Linked DNA regions of Mus musculus: all the other regions are linked to region 1. A link is a contact called in public Hi-C and HiCAR-type data. All regions are on one chromosome and are shown on one strand. Each heading gives the region's core, a stretch centred on a gene start, on an enhancer-like site or on the middle of the called end of the contact. The rest is flanking DNA. Distances are from core to core; before and after follow the strand shown. Region 1 holds the start of Peg10 (paternally expressed 10). Region 2 has its middle 20 kb from the start of Gm34470. Region 3 holds the start of Pdk4 (pyruvate dehydrogenase kinase, isoenzyme 4). Region 4 holds the start of Bet1 (Bet1 golgi vesicular membrane trafficking protein).

Evidence for each region. Hi-C and Micro-C count contacts between places; a contact is called where the count stands out from the background. HiCAR-type assays count read pairs that join an accessible place to other places.
Region 2: a contact with region 1 is called in a Hi-C map of adipose-derived mesenchymal stem cells, with 1.9 times the contacts expected there. The contact joins the enhancer-like site here to the promoter of Peg10 in region 1. A contact is called at or near these places in 8 of 39 promoter capture datasets (the 3T3-L1 cell line, the SN4741 cell line, hippocampal neurons and 3 more), 1 of 15 datasets of contacts at CTCF or cohesin (the NIH/3T3 cell line), 4 of 484 Hi-C or Micro-C datasets (adipose-derived mesenchymal stem cells, cardiomyocytes, cortical neurons and 1 more), 10 of 115 datasets of contacts at active chromatin or transcription factors (astrocytes, embryonic forebrain, embryonic midbrain and 4 more) and 2 of 9 other capture datasets (embryonic stem cells and liver).
Region 3: a contact with region 1 is called in a HiCAR-type map of astrocytes, with 2.7 times the contacts expected there. The contact joins the promoter of Pdk4 here to the promoter of Peg10 in region 1. A contact is called at or near these places in 1 of 39 promoter capture datasets (liver), 5 of 115 datasets of contacts at active chromatin or transcription factors (astrocytes and embryonic stem cells) and 3 of 9 other capture datasets (embryonic stem cells, liver and pancreatic islet).
Region 4: a contact with region 1 is called in a HiCAR-type map of astrocytes, with 2.5 times the contacts expected there. The contact joins the promoter of Bet1 here to the promoter of Peg10 in region 1. A contact is called at or near these places in 2 of 39 promoter capture datasets (liver and pre-B cells), 3 of 484 Hi-C or Micro-C datasets (cerebellum, embryonic stem cells and myocytes) and 2 of 115 datasets of contacts at active chromatin or transcription factors (astrocytes and embryonic hindbrain).

Annotation. Positions count from the first base shown.
Region 1 is chr6:4,744,886-4,749,921 of GRCm38.p6, forward strand. It overlaps Peg10 (paternally expressed 10), which reads left to right and starts at 2,421. Exons shown (of 2, transcript NM_130877.2): 1 at 2,421-2,693. Sgce (sarcoglycan, epsilon) reads right to left here and starts at 2,319. Exons shown (of 11, transcript NM_011360.3): 1 at 2,095-2,319. The coding sequence starts at 2,203.
Region 2 is chr6:5,581,098-5,586,133 of GRCm38.p6, forward strand. No RefSeq gene overlaps it. Among named protein-coding and RNA genes, the nearest start is that of Gm34470, 20 kb to the left of the region's middle. Within about 2 kb of position 2,069, at least 46 of the 459 cell types and tissues checked have an H3K27ac peak or open chromatin away from gene starts, as enhancers often do. A contact at or near this core is called in the NIH/3T3 cell line and adipose-derived mesenchymal stem cells, where this site is marked.
Region 3 is chr6:5,494,230-5,499,265 of GRCm38.p6, forward strand. Pdk4 (pyruvate dehydrogenase kinase, isoenzyme 4) reads right to left here and starts at 2,049. Exons shown (of 11, transcript NM_013743.2): 1 at 1,804-2,049; 2 at 661-802. The coding sequence starts at 1,933.
Region 4 is chr6:4,085,005-4,090,040 of GRCm38.p6, forward strand. Bet1 (Bet1 golgi vesicular membrane trafficking protein) reads right to left here and starts at 1,926. Exons shown (of 4, transcript NM_009748.3): 1 at 1,773-1,926. The coding sequence starts at 1,791.

The DNA of each region.
Region 1 (5,036 bases), core at 1,171-3,670:
AGAAAAAAAAGTATATACAACCCTATAAAAACCCATATTCTTTAGATCCCTCTGTAAGCATAGAGGGAAGTCTGGAAGGGCAAACCGCACTTTGCCGACACCAGAGCAAGCCAAGGATGTCACAGGTGATCTTGGTTGCCTTAGTAAGGTACCTTCTGGAACTTGGACCATGAGAGAGAATTACTATTATTACACAAGTACCAACAAAGCCATATCTATTTTTTAGGCCGTCAATCAATCAAAAAATAAAAATACTGGCTAACATTTTGAAATGAAAAAGTCAAATAAATTTAAGCTCTGAAAGATGGGTGATTTTTAAAACTTGAATTTTCCTTACTTTTTAGATCCATGTTTTCTGTAAGTGTCAGTTTTTTAAAAGTGAACTCTTAAAAAGCTCTCAGTGAACAGCTTGGTGAATTAACTTTGAGGGTGAAAGAAATTGCTCGTAAGCATATGAGAGTCCCGCAGTCACCGGAACAGGGACTGTTAAATAAACATTGTTTTAAAATCCTGGAATCAGTCTGTCTTGCAGAAAAGGATAAACACTTTTAAATTAAAAGTAATGATTATGTTCGCCCAATTTCCTAGATAAATGTCCTTTGCTCTTGGAAATCTGCACTTATTTATTTCTGGAGGTCAACATTTAATTTCTAATAAGTAGATTCCCAGGAAATGAATGAGTTTTGCTTAGTGCTAAAAAGCTTAATGCTTTGTACAGCGCAGGGTCCTGTCGTTCACAATGGGTCAAAGTCTTGTTTTTCCTTTAAGGAAAAAAAATGCTGCAGAAGTATTGCTGAAATATGCTCAGTTTTAGTCTTTAAAAAACAAATATGTTTCATCTGTGATTTATAAATCTAACTCAGTTGTAGACAATTTGATTTTCCTTTTAACCTTAACTTTTTTGACAAAGATTAGCAACAGATTGTTAATTTTCTCAGCACCTAAGACTTTGAGCAGCTTAGGTGGGAATCCGAATTAAGGTTTTATTTAACATCCTTTCCCAGTCAGTATTTGAATGCCTTGTTCCTTTGCAAATTTCTCTAACAAAACAACAACAACAAACAAACAAACAAAAAAAATTTACAGGTTTATGTTTCAAGCCAAGGAAATGCTTGGAGCTGAGTCTCGGTGACCTGTTTCAAAGGTTTGAACCTACAGTTACTGCTCCCCAAAACATTCATTCACCCACAAGATTTAGAAACATAAAACGGCGCGGGGTGGGGGGGGAAGCTGAGGTCTCCGTGTAAACCTCACAAAGTCCGTAGCTGAAGGCTTCCAAAGCCCGCCAAGAACATTGGAAGCATCCACAGCTGTTTTCAATTGTTCTTGCTTTCCCTTCGTAACGTATTTAGTAGGGCAATGGGTGCTGTTTGCAGCATCTCTGGCCCCCAGCCATGGTTGACCCTGACCTGCACACCGCCGTTTGGCTCCCAGAATTTCATGATCCTGCTTCCGTGTTCGGTAAAACCTAAGGAAAAATCAGGTTCGCGCCACCAGGAAATATGCTTTAAAAAAAAAAAAAAAAAAAAAGCGCGCGGGGGGGGGGGGGCTTCGATCTTTTAAATGTCACATTTTGGTGGTCTTTTTCTCTCTCAACCAGATCCCAGAAAATGAGAAAAGATGTACATCTTTGTGTAAGAGAGAAAGCAGCTGGCCAGACATGTCCTTTGGTTCACATCTAGGCCAGGGAGTCTCAATTGTGGGATAAAACCCCCATCCCCACCCCGAGGGGCAACGACCCCCCAAGTCTGTTTCAGGGATCAGAAGATGTCCACCACTAGGCTGGGGGGGCGAGGAGGGGCGCCCTTCTTAATGGAAACTGGAGCTGAATTCCTGCCCTGCTGGACAGGGAGGGGCCGTGGGGGTGCAGAGAGAAAGAGAAGGCCAGGGGTCAAGCCTGGGGAGGGACCCACTTGGCCCAAAAGGTGGGCTGCAGGGTGTCCTGAAAGAGGGGTGCTGTGAGGGGGAGGCATTGGGCATAGAGCGGGACTAGCACCCTTTGGGCACGCCCTGGTACCCCGGAACCCGAGTGGGGGAGTGTGAGGCGGCGGCCTGTGGGCCCCTGAACCTCCATGTCGCGCGCAGGCCACTAACCTGTCAGTAAGAATGTGCCAGTGGTCGCGGGGCTCATCTTGAGTGTCCCCCGACCCTTTCCCGTCCAAGCACAAGGGTCTCCCAGCTCCCACCACCAGAATAATAGCATTCTTGGCCTGCCTAAGCCAACCGTCCTCGATCCTCCCCTCCCCTCCCTTTCTTTTTTTCCTCCCAGCTTGGCCAGTTCAGCATCGCGCACCCCCCCTTCCTGAGCCCATGCTGCCCCTAGCGGCGGGCCAAAGCAGTGCATGCCGCGCCCCCACCCCATCCCCCAAGGCGCCCGCCCACGCGCCCCCCTCCGCCCCCGCTGCTCGCGAAGCACGCTGGGATTTGGCGCCCCCCCTCCTAGGATCTCTCTATATAAGGCAAGCAGTCCGGACTCCCGATACACGCGTTTCCAACTTGAGTTGGTGTGTGTCGAAGAATCCTGACCAACTACGACCTGGGGAGAGCAGCCAACCGAGAAGGTCCACCGAGCCTCGCCTAGGTCTGCTGCGCGGGCTGCGGTCCGGAGCCTTCTCCGGACCGCGGTCACCCAGTGGACCGGGCCGTCGCGGGACCCCTCATCCTTCGTGGCATCGCAGAGGAATCCTCGTGTGGTGAGTATGGTTAGGATTTTTTTTTTTTTTTTAACTCCAAGAAAACGGTCACACGCAATCCCCGTTTTACATCGGGAGCTGCGGGAGATAAAAGTAGCGCCCCCCAAAATATCTCCTCGCAAATTTTGTCAAGCCTTCAGTGGCCAGATCCTGAGACGAGAGCGTGGAAAGCAAGTCTTCACGGCTTCGGGTCCGCGAATTCGGTTTCCACGACTCGCGTCCAGAAATGGTCGGTAGACACATGAGCTGCGGACAGCGATGAGCTGCAGACGCACATGAGCTACTGACCGAATTGTGATGAGCTCCCCAAATACGCTGCAAAGTGACTGGCTCTGCACTCTTAAGTGCCGCGCTACGAACGGATTGCACTGCAGACGGCCGCGTCTTGCGCTGTGATAAACTAACGGGCGCTTCATGCGCTACAAAATCCTAATAGGCGCTTCATGCGCTACAAAATACTCATAGGCGCTTCATGCGCTACAAAATACTCATAGGCGCTTCATGCGCTACAAAATACTCATAGGCGCTTCATGCGCTACAAAATACTCATAGGCACTTCACACGCTACGAACTGATGGGCGCTTCATGCGCTTCGCTGTACTAATGGGCGCTTCATGTGCTACGATGTACTAATGAGCGCTTAATGCGCTTCGCTGTACTAATGGGCGCGCCATGCGCTTCACTGTACTAATGGGCGCTTCATGCGCTTCAGCGTACGAACGAGCAAATGAAACGGGCGAACAGGCGAACCTGTGAACGGGGCGAACGGGGCGCTTCATGCGCCACAAACCAGCCCGAACTACGGTGATACCCAAAACCGATTCGTGTTTCACGTATTCAATTTGGAAAGCTGCAGGAGAGTAACCAAACGCAAAAGCGCAACAAGAGTGAATTTAGAAAATGCGCTACAAACTGCGGCACAGGCATAAGACCTGCAGCCTCTTAAGTGACACAGAAAGTAGCGTTGGGAAGACGAGAGAACGTATCTCTCCTTGGTGAGGGGACAACACAGTTCACCTTTCGGGTCAAAACTGGCTCCGTTTTCCTGTCGGACGGCTATCTGCATGATGGTGGTGGTGCTGGTGGTAAACAAAATGGAGCCCTGGGAGGCCAAAATTGGTTTTAACATTCTGCCCACGTAACTCCTGCTTATGGCAGTGGAGTGGAGGGGTGCTGGATTTTGGAGATGGCGGAATGGCCTGCCTTGTCTAGTGGTGATTGATTGAGGTGACGGTGACGGTGCACTGGACTTGGGGACACGAATGGGTGTCCAGCAACAGTTTGTGGAAACTGTCCGGTTTTCTGGGTGGGCACGAAGCCAAGGTGGGAGGTGGGAGATGATGGGAGGTGGGAGATGATGGGAGGTGGGAGATGATGGGACGGTGGGAGGTGGGGGATTCACTCTTGCTGCACGGAAGGGATCTGGTGGTTGGGAGCTGGTGGGAGGGGTCTGGGGAGGTAGGGGGGCGGGGGGAGGCATGCAGTCATTCTGCAGCCCTGTTGTAGCCAGTCTCAGACCTGCCCCGCCCATCTAGCCTTGCCTCATCTGCAGAGAGGCCGCGCGCCTCGCCTGTCGCGCGCTTTTCCAGAACATGCTTCCACAGGCCCAACCTCCCAAGTGCTGACGCCTTAGAGCCAGCCTACCTGGTCCCCACCCCCAAGGCCCGCCTCCTCTGAGGTGGCCTGCCTAGCCCCCGCCCCCAAGGCCCCGCCTCTCTTACTGTTCAGCTCCTCCCAGAGCTCCTCCAAGGTGGCCCAGAGCCCCGCCTTCCCCCAGCCTGCTTGCGCCTGCGCAATGCGGGCTGCAACCCCTCCCTTCAGGTTTGCCTCCAGTGCGCATGTGCGCCTCTGCCTGTCTGAGCCTGGCTGCACAGCCCCGCCTCCCTGCGGTTTCTCTGTTGCGCGGTTTTATTTTTTGTCCACAGGTGTCTAGTAAATAGAAGAATAATAAGAATAATTAACAACAATAATAATAAGTATACCTAACATGCATAAGCACTTTTAATAAGTGCATTGCATTATTAAATAAAAAGATCCCACAATTAAAACTCCTGATAGTGGGGGATATGGGAACTTTTAAAAAGGCCTAACTGATGCCTTGAAGCAATGAAGGCAATTACTTATTTTAAATTAAAAATTAAATTTAAAAATATTTTCATATTTAATTATTTGATCAAGACACCATTGGACTTCCTGGAATTAAATGCTTTGGAAAATACAAAGCCAGAGGTGACTAGCACTGTGTTTCTTAGGAGTTTTCAGGGGCTTTAGTGTCATGGCTTGGCTTCTGAGAGAGATGTTTGTTAGAATAGAAAAGGTTTGTCATTGTTGTTGTTGTTGTTT
Region 2 (5,036 bases), core at 819-3,318, 840 kb after region 1:
TTTCTATGCCAAGATGTCTTTGCCTGAAGTCTAAATTGTGCATGTCCATAGTCCTCAAGGTTCAGTTTCAACACAGCTTCATGAGAAGTCCACTAACACCTCTGTTTCAACAAATATCTTCTCTCATTTTGCGTGCTTTCATGTGTGCTTTCTGGTGATACTAACTACGATTTCCAGGAAGGTTTTACTTCCTGTACCAGCCTGTAACCACTGCCAAGAGAAGGGCCAATGTATGAATTATCTTAATACCTTCCCAGTGTCTTGCATGAGGTCTTGCACATGACGAATTCATTCACCTACTCAGTTATTCATAGATATTCTTAGACTGTAAAAAAAAAATAGTTTGCTCCTAATAACCGTGTATTCACTGAGTGAATGAGTTAGAGCAGAGCATCAAGTAAGTGTATTAGGAAATTTTCTTTTGGCTTGATTATTAAAATCCATCCCCACATTTTCTAAATGATGCGAACGTACAGAAGGCGGTGTGTGTGCCCTTCCGGAGATACACTTGCAGGGGTAGCATGTGTTATTCATTACATCACATATAACCTTTTCAGGTTTACAATCAATCTTGCTTGGAAGGCTAGTGTCATTTAAAAAGTACAGCAGCGTGCTGGAAGCAGAGACAATCTGAGCTGGCTACAGACTGTGAATCCAAATACCCTGTTTAAAGGTCCAAACATGAAGAAGGGGGATGTACTAAACACATCATTTTCTGTCCAACTGATTGAAAAGGGATGGTACATTGAAGCTTTGTTGGGTTTCAATGCATTGATTTTTTTCTGCTACCTATTTTTCTTGGGTTTGAAAGGTACTTAAGAGTCTATTTCAAGTTGCCTGCAGACTTCTTTTCTCGTGTTTCTTAAAACTATTTGTGATTAAATCACCCACATTGTCTTCAAGGCTCTAATGACCTTCTTCCGGCTGTACTCTATTTTTTCTTTACAATATTCTGTTTATCACATCTTTATTTTCCACTACACTGCTTGATTTTGGTTTCCCTGTCAGTTTTTCTGCTTTTCTTTTCTTTTTCTTTTCTTTTTTTTGATCCTCTGTTCAGTCTGGTATTCATTGCCCTATGTACTTGTTCGGCCTCTGGGACTTTCAGGGCATCTTCTAGGTCAAATGTTATGCCAGTCAAAGACAAGTTCCTGAATTTAAAGACATCACAGCCTGAAGTGATGATAGAGTACCCCAAGTTATTAATGATAGCATGTGGCATCATGAGCAAGCGTGGATTAATGCCACTCATATTGTGCAGGCATTGCTATTGAAATGCCAAACATTAGTTATGAGATAAGAGTGGTAGCTTAGATGATAGCATGATGAAAGTTAGCCTTTGAGGAAACCATGTGTAAAAAGAGGACTCTTAGGTTGTATTAAAGAGAGAAGCAGAGGTGCAGAGATGTCTGATAGGATGATGGTTGGTGCTTGATGGACAGCAGTGTTTCTGAAAGTGCCATAAATGGTCTGATGACATTGGGTCCATATTCTTGAAGCCTTAAAATTGAACTCCCACAAAATTGAACTGGATTTTCGGGAAATCATTAAAACTGTCTTGGACCAACACTCCTAGATTCAGTTTGTCTCTCCAGAGGTTTAGAAAGTCTTGCATAGAGAGAAGGGGGTTTCAGCTGTCCTGGTTTGATTGACTTACCCAACAAGACTGAAGATGGCATATAAGGACTTCAGTAGCAGAGGTTGTTTTTGTTGCTGTTATGTTACATGGTGTGTGAGTTTCCTACCACAAAAGTTGTCAGCTCTCTACTGGCATGTCCGGGGCAAAGGAGAGAACCCAGTCTGGCTGAGTCTCTTGGGGCTGAGATTCACCAGGCCAGCTGGGAGTCCTCAAAGCAGGAACTCATTTTATTGTATTAGTCTTTTGTTTATATAGGGTTGAGGAAGAAGGTGGGGATTTTTGCTGAGGTGAGATGGCATAGGGGTCAGGGAAGGGTGACAGAAGGTATGGGGTGAGATGACCAGGGGTGTGGGGTTATCTCATGGGGCCTATAAGAAATGGACACATCAGGGGTAGCTAGACAGAGGCAGGCTTAAGCAGGAAGTGCTGAGTCACTCCAGTACGGAAGTGAACAAGACAGGTCTCTAAACTCAAGCAAAGGCTTAGCCTTCCTCACTAGTACTTGGCCTCAGTTTCTGGCCGAATAAGGCCTAACAAGAAATGAATGTCAACATTTTTATGTGCCTAAAGTTTGGAAATCTCTACCCAAACTCCAAACCCTCAGCTCACATGACCACCTCAGCAGTTAAGCTGCTTTTCTTGACTCTCTGACTGCAAAGCCTCTTCCTCCAACAGCCTTCTCAGCATTCAGAAATGAAATAACATGCTCTAAACCACCAAACATCCAAACCATTCTCAAAAGATGTGGCATAAAAAATGCACTCACTTGGGAAAACAAATGTCTGTGGTTTTGTACTTTCTCTTCCTATTTTGTTTTCTATTCTTTTTTATCAACTAATTTTTAATTTTTTTCATTAATTTATTTATTGATTTTACGTTCCAATTACAGCACCCCCCTCCTTCCGGTCTCCTTTACACAGTCCTATTCCCTTCTCCTCTAGGGTGAGCCCACCTCCACCCCAGGTATTCGTCTACCCTAGCATATCAAGTCACTGCAGGACTAAGCACATTCTCTCACACTGAGTCCAGACAAGGCAGTCCAGCTAGAGGGACAGGATCCATGGGCAGACAACAAATTCAGGGACATTCTCACACCCTTTGCTCCAGTTGTTGGGGGACCTGCATGAAGACCAAGCTGTACATCTGCTACATATGTGTGGGGCTTGGGAAGCTAGGTCCAGCTCAAGCTTGCTTGTTGATTGGTGGTTTAGTTTCTAGGTGTCCCCAAGGGTCCAGGTTATCACCTCACTTTCTAAAGGGATTATTAATGGTTCCATAGTATGCAGTCTTTCTATTTGACACTATAACGCTACTCACCAGCCAGGCACTTGTCATTCAACCGACCAGATTTCCTAGGTTTTTTTGGCAGTTAGCTCTGATTGCACCTTGATTGTGATTGGTGAGAGGCTAGTAGGAGAGTCATGGAGCTTACTAAAGGGACAGTGCTTGATGGTCTTGTTTTCTGTTTCCTTCATCATGGTAGAACATCGATGAGAAAGCTCAAGTTCTAGAAGCTGACGTACCATGGTATGAATTTGAGATATGAACTACTCATAAGGTGGGAATGAGAGAGCAGCCTCTGGTCAATACAATAATGGAATGGCATTCCAGAGCAAGAGACTGTGCCAAGATTTGTTAGACCTGAAGAAGAAATGTTTCTCCTGTTTAAGCAGTACTATTGCAAGCTTTAGTGCCAGAATCCTAAGCAATACTCCATAGTACTCTGCGAATCCCCTTTCATGGCTACTTCCTGGTGACGTTCAAGTTACCCGTGATACTGGTACTCTTCACGGCACACAGCACCATTGGCCACTTCTCCTATTAAAGCACTCCCTCCTCGGGATGTTCATGAAGAGCCCTATAGAATGGCATCAGGAAAGGAAATTCAGGATATCCCACACAGAGGCCAAGCACGGCATCAGTAACTACTTGCAGCCCGTGGCATTGCATGGCCTGACCTTTTATATCCAAAGGTTCTTCTGTCCTTATTTATCCCTTGCATCAGAGTTCTAAGGCTGGGTAACTGAGAAATGCAGGGTCCTGAGCCTCAGTGCCCGTGAATCTTACGTCCTTCTCAGAGATAGTGTGTTGACACGTCTGATCTTTATTAGCTCCCCAGAAACCCAGACATAGGATAAAATAACATACATATTTCTGGGTTGAAGACCACTGTAGACCTGAGACTCCTATTTTCTGCTCTGGATTTTCAGCCTGAACAATCTCACAGTTTTCCAATTTGTCACCACATACATACTAGCAACATTGAAACTAACCATGCCAAGTCATGTTTGAGCTTCAGACTCATGGATCCAACAGCCATTTGGAAGCTCCAGTGGCTGTTTCATTGACATGTAAGGCTCAGCAGACACAATTGCATCTGCTTTTTCTGGTCACTCTTCTGTCTGCCTTTACTCTCCATGAATAGGACTGTGATTGCTTTAGTTGTGGCAATTAGAAATTTCAAATCCTTCTCCAATTCCCTCATCCTCTCAGATGCCTGTTAAACCTGTTCTAACACTGGGGATGCCCGGTTTTCCACTCATGTACTCCTTTCCATTCGCTCCCGCCATTTCTGGGTTGAAGCTGCCGTTGCTTCTTGCTCCATAGTCTTGCTTTCTTCTGGCCCTTTCCACAGTTGCTGGAGTGAACATGATAAAGTAGAAATCAACTTACGATGTCTTTGCCTACAGCCCTCCAGGGAGTAGTCATCGCTTTAGGATGGATGTCTAATTCTGTTGCCTGACCCACAAGAGTCTCATGCTATGCTACTGTTTTGCTCTCCTAACTCTCGGCCCTCACAATGATATGCTCCTGCTTTGTCTCCTAACTCAAGGCCCACCGCTCTTCTCACCTTCATGTATCTTACAGATTGAAAGAGAGGAGCACTCCCTAATTTACACACTCCCCTCCCCTCCCCACTCGGAGCTAACCCTGGAATATTCTAGAATGCCCTGTTTGTTATTTTACTAGTCTGTAATATTACCTGATTGTGGGAGCAGTGTCACACAGGGCATAGAAGACTCAACATCAAATGGTTTTGGCCCCTCTGTGGGTTGCAGCTACCACAGAGCCGACCTAATGGTCCATTTGATAGTTACTGAATGAATGCAGATTCTTAATTATCCTGTAGATAAGTTTATAGAGGTGTGATAATCCTCTCACCATCACATTAAGAGCTCTAGCTGAAGCCACACTCGATCAAGGCTTGCTGTTTCCAAAGCTCATGCTCATGTCACAGTAAACACACAAGGGCATTTTTATGAAAAGGCTGTAATAATGATGATATTTAATACTTTAAAATGTTTTCTGGGGCCTCATTATATTTTCTCATTAGCTGTGGCTTCTGCTCACCAAACAGCAATCTGAAGATGTGCGCATCTAAAAGCAAAACATTTGG
Region 3 (5,036 bases), core at 799-3,298, 750 kb after region 1:
GATGCCAAGGCAGAATTTGAACCCAAGGATCACTTTGCTAGTTGCTGATAAGGAACAAAACGTAGACCCTCTCCGAACAGCAGACATCTACATCAATTTCTAGGCAAAGGATTGTTTGTACAATTTCAGATTCCATCCTTTGTTATGTAAAGGACAAAAATTAAAAAAAATCCATTATGCCAATTATTCTTCAAACTTATCCCATACATCCAAATTATATTGTAATGGAAGTTGGGTATGGTAGTACATGGTTATAATCCCAGGAACTAAGAGGTGAAGATAAGTAGAAAGGATGTCAAGGTCATCCTAGGAGTTCCAGGAAGCCTGTGATTCACCAGAGCCGGTCTTAAGAGCCAAATAACAACAAGGAACAAAGGAAAAGGAAAAGGAAAAGGAAAAGAAAAGCAAAAACAGAAGCCACACACCTCCAAAGTGAAGGGGAACGATTTTTTTCTTTTTTAGGATATTAACAAACATCTATTTGTAGATTTATAACAATCCTAATGATAACCTGCCCTAAGTTAATACAAACTTACTTACAACTTTCAAAACTATTTTCTCTTAAGACCGCCTGTTATCCAAGCACGCTGTTAATATGGTCTAAGAAGTGGTGCTCAGGTAACTTTTAAAGCCAGAGACTTCAAAACCGTGTGTCCTCACCAGCTCTTCACCAGCTGCACCGAAGGAGTGTTCACTAAGCGGTCAGGCAGGATGTCAATCTCCTTCAGGATATTGGCCAGGCGGACGGGCAGCTCTTGCCGCAGAAAAGCAAAGGACGTTCTTTCACAGGCATTTTCTGAACCTGTAGTGGGTGAAGCGTGTTCAGTTTGGGGGAAAATTTGAGACTAAATAGCAAATACAAAGGATGTTGTAAAATAATATCTTAACTACAGTTAGCTTAGTGCTTATAGACACTTTAAAGCTAGATCTTTAGTGCCTTTTTCTTTCTGTCCAATTTCACCCCCTTTTCACTTTTTAAGAGTGACCAATATAGGTGAAATACTGTTTATTTTCTTTATGAAAAGAAAAAAATAAGCCCACGGTGGAGAAATCAGACCACTCTCCAGTTATTTCTATGCGTGAGTCCAGGGCCTGTACCACAAACTCAATAACACACCCTTAATGAGTATGAACCTGAAAGGGTCTGGGTAGAAGGAGACAGAGGCCTTTCCAGACTAGCAACAAACAATACCACATTGACATCTTGAAATGTTCCATATGCCACCGCGGAAGAAAAGGAGTAACTGTCTTTTTTTTTTTTTTTTTGTAGTAGTAGTAGTAATGTAAATACTTGTAAAACAATAAAGGAGAAATAGTAAAGATGCCTGCTAGGCATGCCAAGAGATCAGCGGGGTGTGTGTGGAGGCGGGGAGTATGAGTTTAAATCTGTATCTATCAATCTAAGGTAAGTTTGTGTTATTAGGAAATTGGGAAGAAAGGAGTTAGTTTAGCTTCTAGTCCATTATTAAAATGGTGGCTGAAAGGATATATATATATATATATATATATATATATATATATATATATATATATATATATACACACTCAAATGATCTAGACAGTGAGAAGAGAAAAGTAGATTCGAAGTTGAGCATCAGTATGGTTACAAGTGACTTAGCCTTTCTGGTACAAACTGTCAGAAAGTAACCAAACTAGGAAAACAGGTGCACAGCCTTTTGAGAATCCCGAGTTCTTCGGTCAAAGAGACCTCAGTCGTCCTAGCCCTGAACTCAGCCCTTCCCATCCTGGGGCCTCCCCAGCCTCAGCGCCACCCTCCTGGGCCCTGCGTCGCCCGCCTCTCACCAAAGTCCAGCAGCTGCTTCATGGACAGCGGGGACGGGCTGTAGCGGGAGAACAGCTCGACCTCCCTGGGGACCAGGCTGGCGCTGCTCAGCGAGCTGGCGCTGCGCATCACGAAGCGGGCTGCCTTCATCCTGACGCCCACCTAGGCTGGCGGTGGTTAGGATCCGTAGGGTTGGCGAGGGCTGCGGGTCAGGAGCGCGGTCGAGAGGGAGCAAGTGCGTTGTGGTCCCAGGGTCCCGGGTGCTCGAGCCTGGGTGAAGGGTTGACACTTGGGTCTTCCCACCACCCGATGTCTTGCCTTTTATCTACCTCCACGCCCTCTCCACAACTCCAGCCAGGAGGAGGCTCTGGGACTCTGAACTTGGGGCCACACCAATCAGCTCAGAGAAAGAACTTTGGGCTCCTCCCTTTGGCCGCGGTCACTAGAAAGGCCTGGCACAGTGATCCCGACACGGTTTCCATGGCCTGCAAGGGGCAAAGGGTGAGAGGGAGGAGGGTTGGGGTGGGATAGGGGGAGCAGCCACAGCAGGCATCCGGGATGACGTGGGCCCCCTTGGGATAGATCCCAGGTCGCTAGGACTTCAGGCCCGCCCAGACTTGTCCTTGTTTACAACTCCAGAGCCATCTCAATGTCACGCATTCCTAGCCAGAAACTGTTTCCAAGAATCTCACCGCGGAGCGTGCATTGGTGTTCGCTCAGAGCGGGACTTTTACAGTAGCCAATCATCTGCTTACTAAAGTATGGGCTTCTTTGCCATTGGACCTCGAAAGCAAGGACCACCCTACAGTTTTATCCACTTTCTTCTTAGCGAACAGCTCAAGTTTAGAAACTGCCTAAATAGGCTTATTATTAATGTGGTGGAAAATCCCAGTTCACTTCTCTCCTGTAACACTTTCTACCTGTTAATTAAATGCAAACTAAAGAGCGATTTGCTGAGGGTTTGGCTGGCCCTGTAGTCCCCCTTCCCTGTCATTCCCCTCTTTCTCTAAGGCCTTCTAGTTTGCTCTTGACCGCCCTCCACTCCCCAGTCTGCTCCAAAAGCTCTTTCTTCATTGCGGCTGCCCTCCTTCCAAAAAGCAGCCTTTGTCACTAGCAGGCACCAGTAGCATATTTTAGTTATTTGGGCTCTTTCATTTCCCAGAGGCTCAGTGCATCCTACCCTACTTTGTTACTGCCCAATATTGACCTCCCTAATGACTGCTGTTGAAACATGCTAGCGGGTCATAACACTCTCATCCTAACCTCTCTCGTCCTCCCGTTCACTCTAAATGGACTGTAGAATGAAGCCAGTGTTTAGGGACGCTGTAACGACTTGGTTGCAAATGCAATGTAATGGGAACTACTAATAGTAATAAACTGCAAGGGCAGTTTGTTATCCAAGGCACCCTTAGCCTTCGACCCTTGCATATGAGGAGACTGGGGTGTTATGAAAGTCATAGATGACGGTGGGTGCACTCTTTGCATTTTCCCCCATGAGAGCTCACCCAGTCACAGGACTGATGTCTGATTTCTGCCTCTAGTTCAAACTCTGCCCCAGATTCCAGTGCTCTGCTGTTTAGTGGACTTGTGCAGGCACAGGTCTAGCATCAAAGTTCCTCCTCTTAAACCTACCACCAATACTGGGGGTCTGCCTAATGTTGTGTCCACTTGTGTGACTTGCTTAGAAATAACACGTTGGCTTTCTGTCCATCCCACCACCTCTGTCTAGTGGTCACATATAAGTTCTAGCATTTATGCCTGCCATTGTGTCCAAGCATTTTGCTCAGACCTATGGGGGAAAAAATCCAATGGAGACCTTCAACAGTCACGGTTTTCTGGTAATGAGCATCTGGTGCAGGTTCTTAAAGACACCGAGAAATAACCCAGAGGTGGATGACCAGACATCAGCAACTGACTCTTGAGAGAAAAGAGGAAGAAAAGTGGGCAAAGTAAATGCAATTCATAGCACTGTGGCTCCAGCACTGAAGCTAAAGGAGCTTAGACAGCACCGCTGGCTGCACACAGACACTGCCAGAACCCATAATTCAGGCTTGGAATCACAAAAGCTCAGGGAAGCAAAGAACTGTCCAGGAGATTATAAAAACAAAAACAAAAACAAAAAGAAGCAAGGCTCTCTCTCTCTCTCTCTCTCTCTCTCTCTCGTCAGTCACTATATATCTTCTTTGTTTTCTGTTCAGTTGTAACACATTATATGACTTGGACAATACATGCACTCGCAGTACTGGGTTTTATGGACTGGGAGCTTATACAACACTCATGTCACCATCTCACAAGCATGTAGGAAATGATCATGTTTTCTTGGGACTGTATTTTCTTTTTTTAATGCTAACAATTTTACTCTTAAATTAATATAAATTATGATTAATTAATTGTAAGTTTTGCTTGCAAGAAAGTCAGTCCCATTGATATGTTTCACATGTGGATGCTTGAGTGGCAGACTCTCTTTGATGAAGCAAGTAGAAAGTAGACATTCCCCTTTTACCCTGGACACACAATCACAATCCTATTTCCTTTCAGGCATCATCCGATGCCACAAAGAATGATATTCTTATCTAGAGAGGGAAGGAAAGAAACTGTAGGATACAATACGTAGGTTTCATATAGAAAGTCCCATTTTCTCAAGCCTATTGTGTGCTCAGCAATACCTTATGGTGTTGTGTGGTGACTAAGGATCAGGTGGTGTCATATGATGCTCACAGAAATGACTAAAGGTTAAGTGTGAACCGAGGTCACCAAAATTTTGTTGCCGAGTTATCCTGTCCAATAATATTTACAGCGTTGCTCTCAACACACGGCATTCCTCTATGCCATTTCTGGGTGATGGTGGCTGTTGTTGTTACTGGCAGCACTGATGGTAGCTAAGCCGCAATGACCAGGTCAGGTTTTCTTTTTACCTAGTTGGCAAATGTTCCATGTGGCACCGTGACTAGAGAATGGCCTGGGATCTCTATCCTCAGACGGGTCACACATCCTGGAAGGGATTCAGTTGAGACAAAGGTGAAGCACAAGGTTTGTCTGGGAATCACGGGTGCGACCCGATCCACAAGTTCATCTGAGTGATTACAAAACACGAGAAGTCTCCTCCCTGACTCAGTGCTGGGAAGTGGGATCAGCTGGAAGCATGGGATTCTTTATGTTTTCATCTGTACTTCCACTTTAAATTGTTCCCATCATTTGTCTGGTGAAAACGTCATAATATAACGCTGTTAGGGGAGCTTTGAAAATGTAAGCC
Region 4 (5,036 bases), core at 676-3,175, 660 kb before region 1:
TCAACACCAATTTAAGTGATAAGCATACTTAAACAAATAATTACCCCTCTTCTTCACTGCACTTCAAAAAGACTTAGGAGGGGACTCTTGCCTGCTGATTCTAATTTAATTGAAAATCTAATTTAACATCTTTCTGAGTAATTGTAACATACAATACAAGTCAGAGATAGAAACCTACTGTCAAATCCCTGACCTGCACGTATTAAAAACAGTACAGCACAAACAAAATTCCAATAGGCCAGTGGCCTACTGATGAATGTAAAGTCCTTGAATAGTCAGATCGTTCGGGTGCCTCAGGGTCCTAGCTTCACTCAGAGTGACTTCATCACCACAACCTCTTGTATACATCATTCATAACTACCCTGAATCTTGTTTGGCCATCTTCTCATCTGGGACTTACTTCTCCCAACCCTCACAGTCACCAGCATCCTTCAGGTTCTCCGGCTCCAGGAAGCCCACCGTGAGCCATGGATTATTAAGCCCCCACTGCATTTACTATCCGATGAACTTAACCTGTACTGGGATGAAGTTACCACCTTGGATCGTACTTTGTCATCTGCTTCCGCAGCAATTTATCTTCTGCTCCACAGTAACCCTGAAAGCTTTGGGAAGCACATGGTGCGTCACAATAAATGTCTGCTGTTATTAGTGTTGGAAAAATGTAGGCATATATGACTAATCATGTTTGAAAATAGTTCTTTAGGTTATTTGAGATGAACTAATTTCTTTCAATGACTGAAAGGATTCATAAAACTAAATTTACAACTTCTTCACATGCAACTACTTATTGACAACCCTGTCAATCTATATTACTGACACCATTCAAGGCCCTTATTTTTCAGTGGTTTTAAAGTCCACACATTCTATTCCTATAACCAACCTTATTGAAACTACTACCATGTCTCTGCACTGTCATGAATATTGTGTTCCTTCTTACATAATCAAAACCCATAACAAGCCGTGAATTATGAGTTGCAAAAGAGGCTTTAGTTTTCATACCTAACTTTAAGTGTTTGTCCATTCACTGGCTTTAACACCTCAAATTTTTAAAAACTATTTTTTTTTTTACTATTCCAATGTCTGCCAGAACAGCAACATCCTTTTTAATATTTCACACATTTTTTTCAAGCATTCTGCCCTTCCTTCTTTAAGACATGGCTAATAGAGAAAGAACTTCAGTTATTACTAAGCTATTCCTTCCCCTGACCCATTTAAGTCATCAAAACCAACATCTACTGCCTTAGCAGTGGGACAAGGTCTAGGTCAGAAGTGTTCCAAGTAACTCGCCTTTGACCCAGACCTTTCATAACAGGCACTTTAACAATAAGGACACGTAAATTCACCTTTGTAACTCACGGTTATCAAACTAACGCATCATTATTAGTGGGCTTAAAGCTTACTACTCCCCAAATGTCATTTCTTAAAAAAAAAAAAAAAAAGTTAAGATCCAGAATGAGTAAAGCAAAGGAAACAGCAAGGCTTGGGAAATTGGGTTACTCCCCAAACTAGCACATAGAAAAAGAAAAACTTATGCTAACCAATTCACCGCTCTGTGCAACCTAGCATATAGGTTTAAACTTTTGTCTAAATACAACTTCAGGAAACCGTTCGGAACTAGGACACAGGAAGAGAACCTTCTCCAAAGAACCCAAATAACTCGCTTTTGAACACCAAAGTCATTGACAGAGGGCCGGTAGTCTCCTCCCACAACCCTGCTCCCGACTCAGCAGGTCCTAGGGTCCCCAAACTTCGAACCTCAGCACTGTTCTTACCCAGGCCTGCACGCCTCATCCTGCCAGGAGAGGGAAAGGCGGGCAAGGAGGAGTGAGTAGGAAAGGGCCAGGGTCACCCGACCTCGGCTTCAGTCCCAGGGCTCCTAAGAGCAACAACTTTTTGCCTCAGAGCGCCACGACATCAGTAAAGTCTAAACACCGCGCCGGTTTATGTCGTCACTCGGACACATATAGGCGTCCTGAAATGCGATTACTAGTTGCATTCTGGGAAATGTAGTTTTCCGTCTTCTGGGGCACTGGGTAAGAGGGGCGTGGTAGGAACAATGCCTGGAATGGGCGGGGCTTCCGGAAGGGCAGCGACAGCTGCTGGGGCTCTAGTCCTGTTATTCTGGGTCATTACTTAATCCAGAACTTTTAGTATGGCACTTTTTGATGTTAGTGCCAACTTTAACCTGGGAGAGTTACCCCTCCCTAGCCGGGATGATGGTTGACTCTTTCATGATTTTCCCTTGCACTCCCGCTCACCCAAAGTCAGAGGTGAGAAAGTCAGTGCAAACTTTGTTCAAACAGAGTCTCATCTTACTGTCTGAGCCTCTTAGCAGGAAAGGAAAATCAATCCTCTTCCTTCCTGATCCTGCCCAGTGGAATAGTTAAAAAAAAATATATATATATATACACATATATATATATATATATATATGTGTGTGTGTGTGTGTGTGTGTGTGTGTGTGTGTGTGTGTGTATGTATGTATGTATGTATGTATCCTTGCAGTAGAACTTCCGGGTAGGGAAGTGGGGAGTCTCAGCTTCCTAACGCATTTGATCTAAGTCTGGAAAGAACTGTGATATTTAGCTTTTAAACACTCCACCCTACTTAGAGCTTTTAAAACGTACACACAAATACCTCATACTTGTTTCCATGGAGCATGTAGCCATCCTCTGCTACATATGCAGCAAGTACCCTTAGCTGCTGAACCACCTCACTACACACATTATACTTCATAATAGAAACACATTGCACTAACACTCTGCCCTCAGCTTACTGTGGTTTGATGGCTGAAAGAAAGAGTCTAAGTTCCGCCTTCTTTGCTTCTATTGCTATGTGATAATTTTCAATTCAACTAATACAGAATGTGAGATGAGTATGGGGATATAACAAAGATCCTTGATGATTTTATCACAAGTTCTTATTCAAGTACAACATGTGACTATGGGAACTATAAGTGTTCATACTCGAGCATAAACATGCCATCTTCACCTTGTAGCTTTTAATATCTTGCAAAATTTGATGAGTCAGAGGGCTATCAGAATCCAGAGCATATTAATGAAGAACAATAAAAACACTTATTACAAATATATCATTTGCACATGAGCATGTTATATTATGCCATTAGACTTCATTTGCATGATACAAGATCAAAGACAAAAATTATTAAGAGTTTCAGAACAATGAGGCACACCAAACAAGTGTGGGGGTTTGAGCAAGGGCACAGGGTCACTACATTGGCTGCATAACCATAAACTTGCATTTGTCTTAGGAAACATTTTTTGATTATTCAAGGTCATAATTCATAGAAGAAGAGGAAAGAAATGGGAATATATGAATGAGATTGATGTGACAGAAAGATATAGGTAGATAGGGATAAGGAGGTTGGTATAGATTTATACACAGAGAGACAGAGATAGGTAGAGAGGGATAAAGTGGGTTGATGTACATATATATGCATCAAGGCTGAGTAAAGTGGACCATTTCAAATAACAGTGATGTTGAGAGGAGAGGAAGTTGGGTAGTTTGTAGCTATGATATCTCAAGGGAAAGGAAAGAAAGGACAGAATTTTATGAGGCACATTCCTTCCAAACTACCAACAAAGCAGGTTTGTATATAGAATAAGTGGCTTCTATAGTTAATGATACATATATGAATGAAATTCTTGTGATAAAATAAGTCCAGGTAGTAAAACATGGCCTTCAAGATATGCATGACCTTAGGAGACCCAAGGGATGTGTGGGATGTTGGAGGGTAGCACTGCTGCTGTCTACTCTGCCGACATGCTTCTCTCTTCCATTGCTTCAGGCGCATCACTAAATCCTGGTTCTTTTTAATTCCAGCAATCATTAGAGGCACATGATGAAGCTAAATTTCAAAATGGACACTCTGGCACCTTAATAATTGTATTTAATTAGTAACTTAAATTGATTTTAAATTTTAAAATTTGTTGACATTTGTAAAACACCATTTTAGATTAATAGAGTTAGATTTCATTTTCATGGTATTTGCTTTAGAAGGCCATATTTCCTACCACTCACCATCAATTTGCTCAAATTCGTAGTCATTTTAATAGTGTTTGTTATTAAATGTGTTGAGTGATCATCCTGATAGATTCAAAATGCCAAGAGAAACTTAAAGCCTACAGCTTGTTTCTTTTCCTATCCATGGATCGAACACGGTGACAGACACGTAATAAGCATCAGCATACCTTGTGGCTTTTTAAACAATGGTGGAGATTAGTTTTCTATACTTAAGAGACAAAAAATATTTTCAAGAAGGTTCTTCAGAGGTTGTTGAAATATGCCCACTAGTTTTATTTATAAAACTGATATGCAAATGTGGACTTGAGGAAATACTGACAACAAAATGCACACATGCATTTAAAATGCAATTCCCTCCCCTCCCTCTGTGCTATCTTCTACCTCCATTCTCTGCTGCTAGTTTTCTGTAGTGGATATCTATCTTTCCAGTTATACATACATGGTGATCTTTTAACTCTTGATTTCCAGAATAGAGCATGGCTGTGTCACCTGTGTACCCAAGCAATGTCATCTCAGTTTGTCTGAGTTTATGGAAGTATTCTGTAACTAGAACCCAAAAGATCCAGCTTCATTACCTTGTCAATCACACAGGCAGCTGAAAAGGTCTATTTCTTCTGTATCAATATTCACCTCAATGCATTCTTGGCTTTAGTTGCTTTGGAATCGTCAGTAATATTAAAATTATTTAATAACTCTTCCAAGAGTCATCAATAGTTGACATCTGCATTTCAAAATGATCATCTGGTATTGCTTTAAAACATTGTGATTTCAGTAATATTTTCATGAAACAGATTCCTACTGCCTTTGTTAAGTAGAAGTTTCTGATTGTGTCATGTGATGTAGACTCATGTGGTGTTTTCCAGAGGCAAGACTCACGAGAGGACATGTGATCTTCTGAGAGAGTATAAATAGGAGCCAATGGACAGTAATGATAGCCTTGCAATGATCTAGTGTCTTCACTAATCTTCACTTTGTAGAGAGAGGCATGGCAG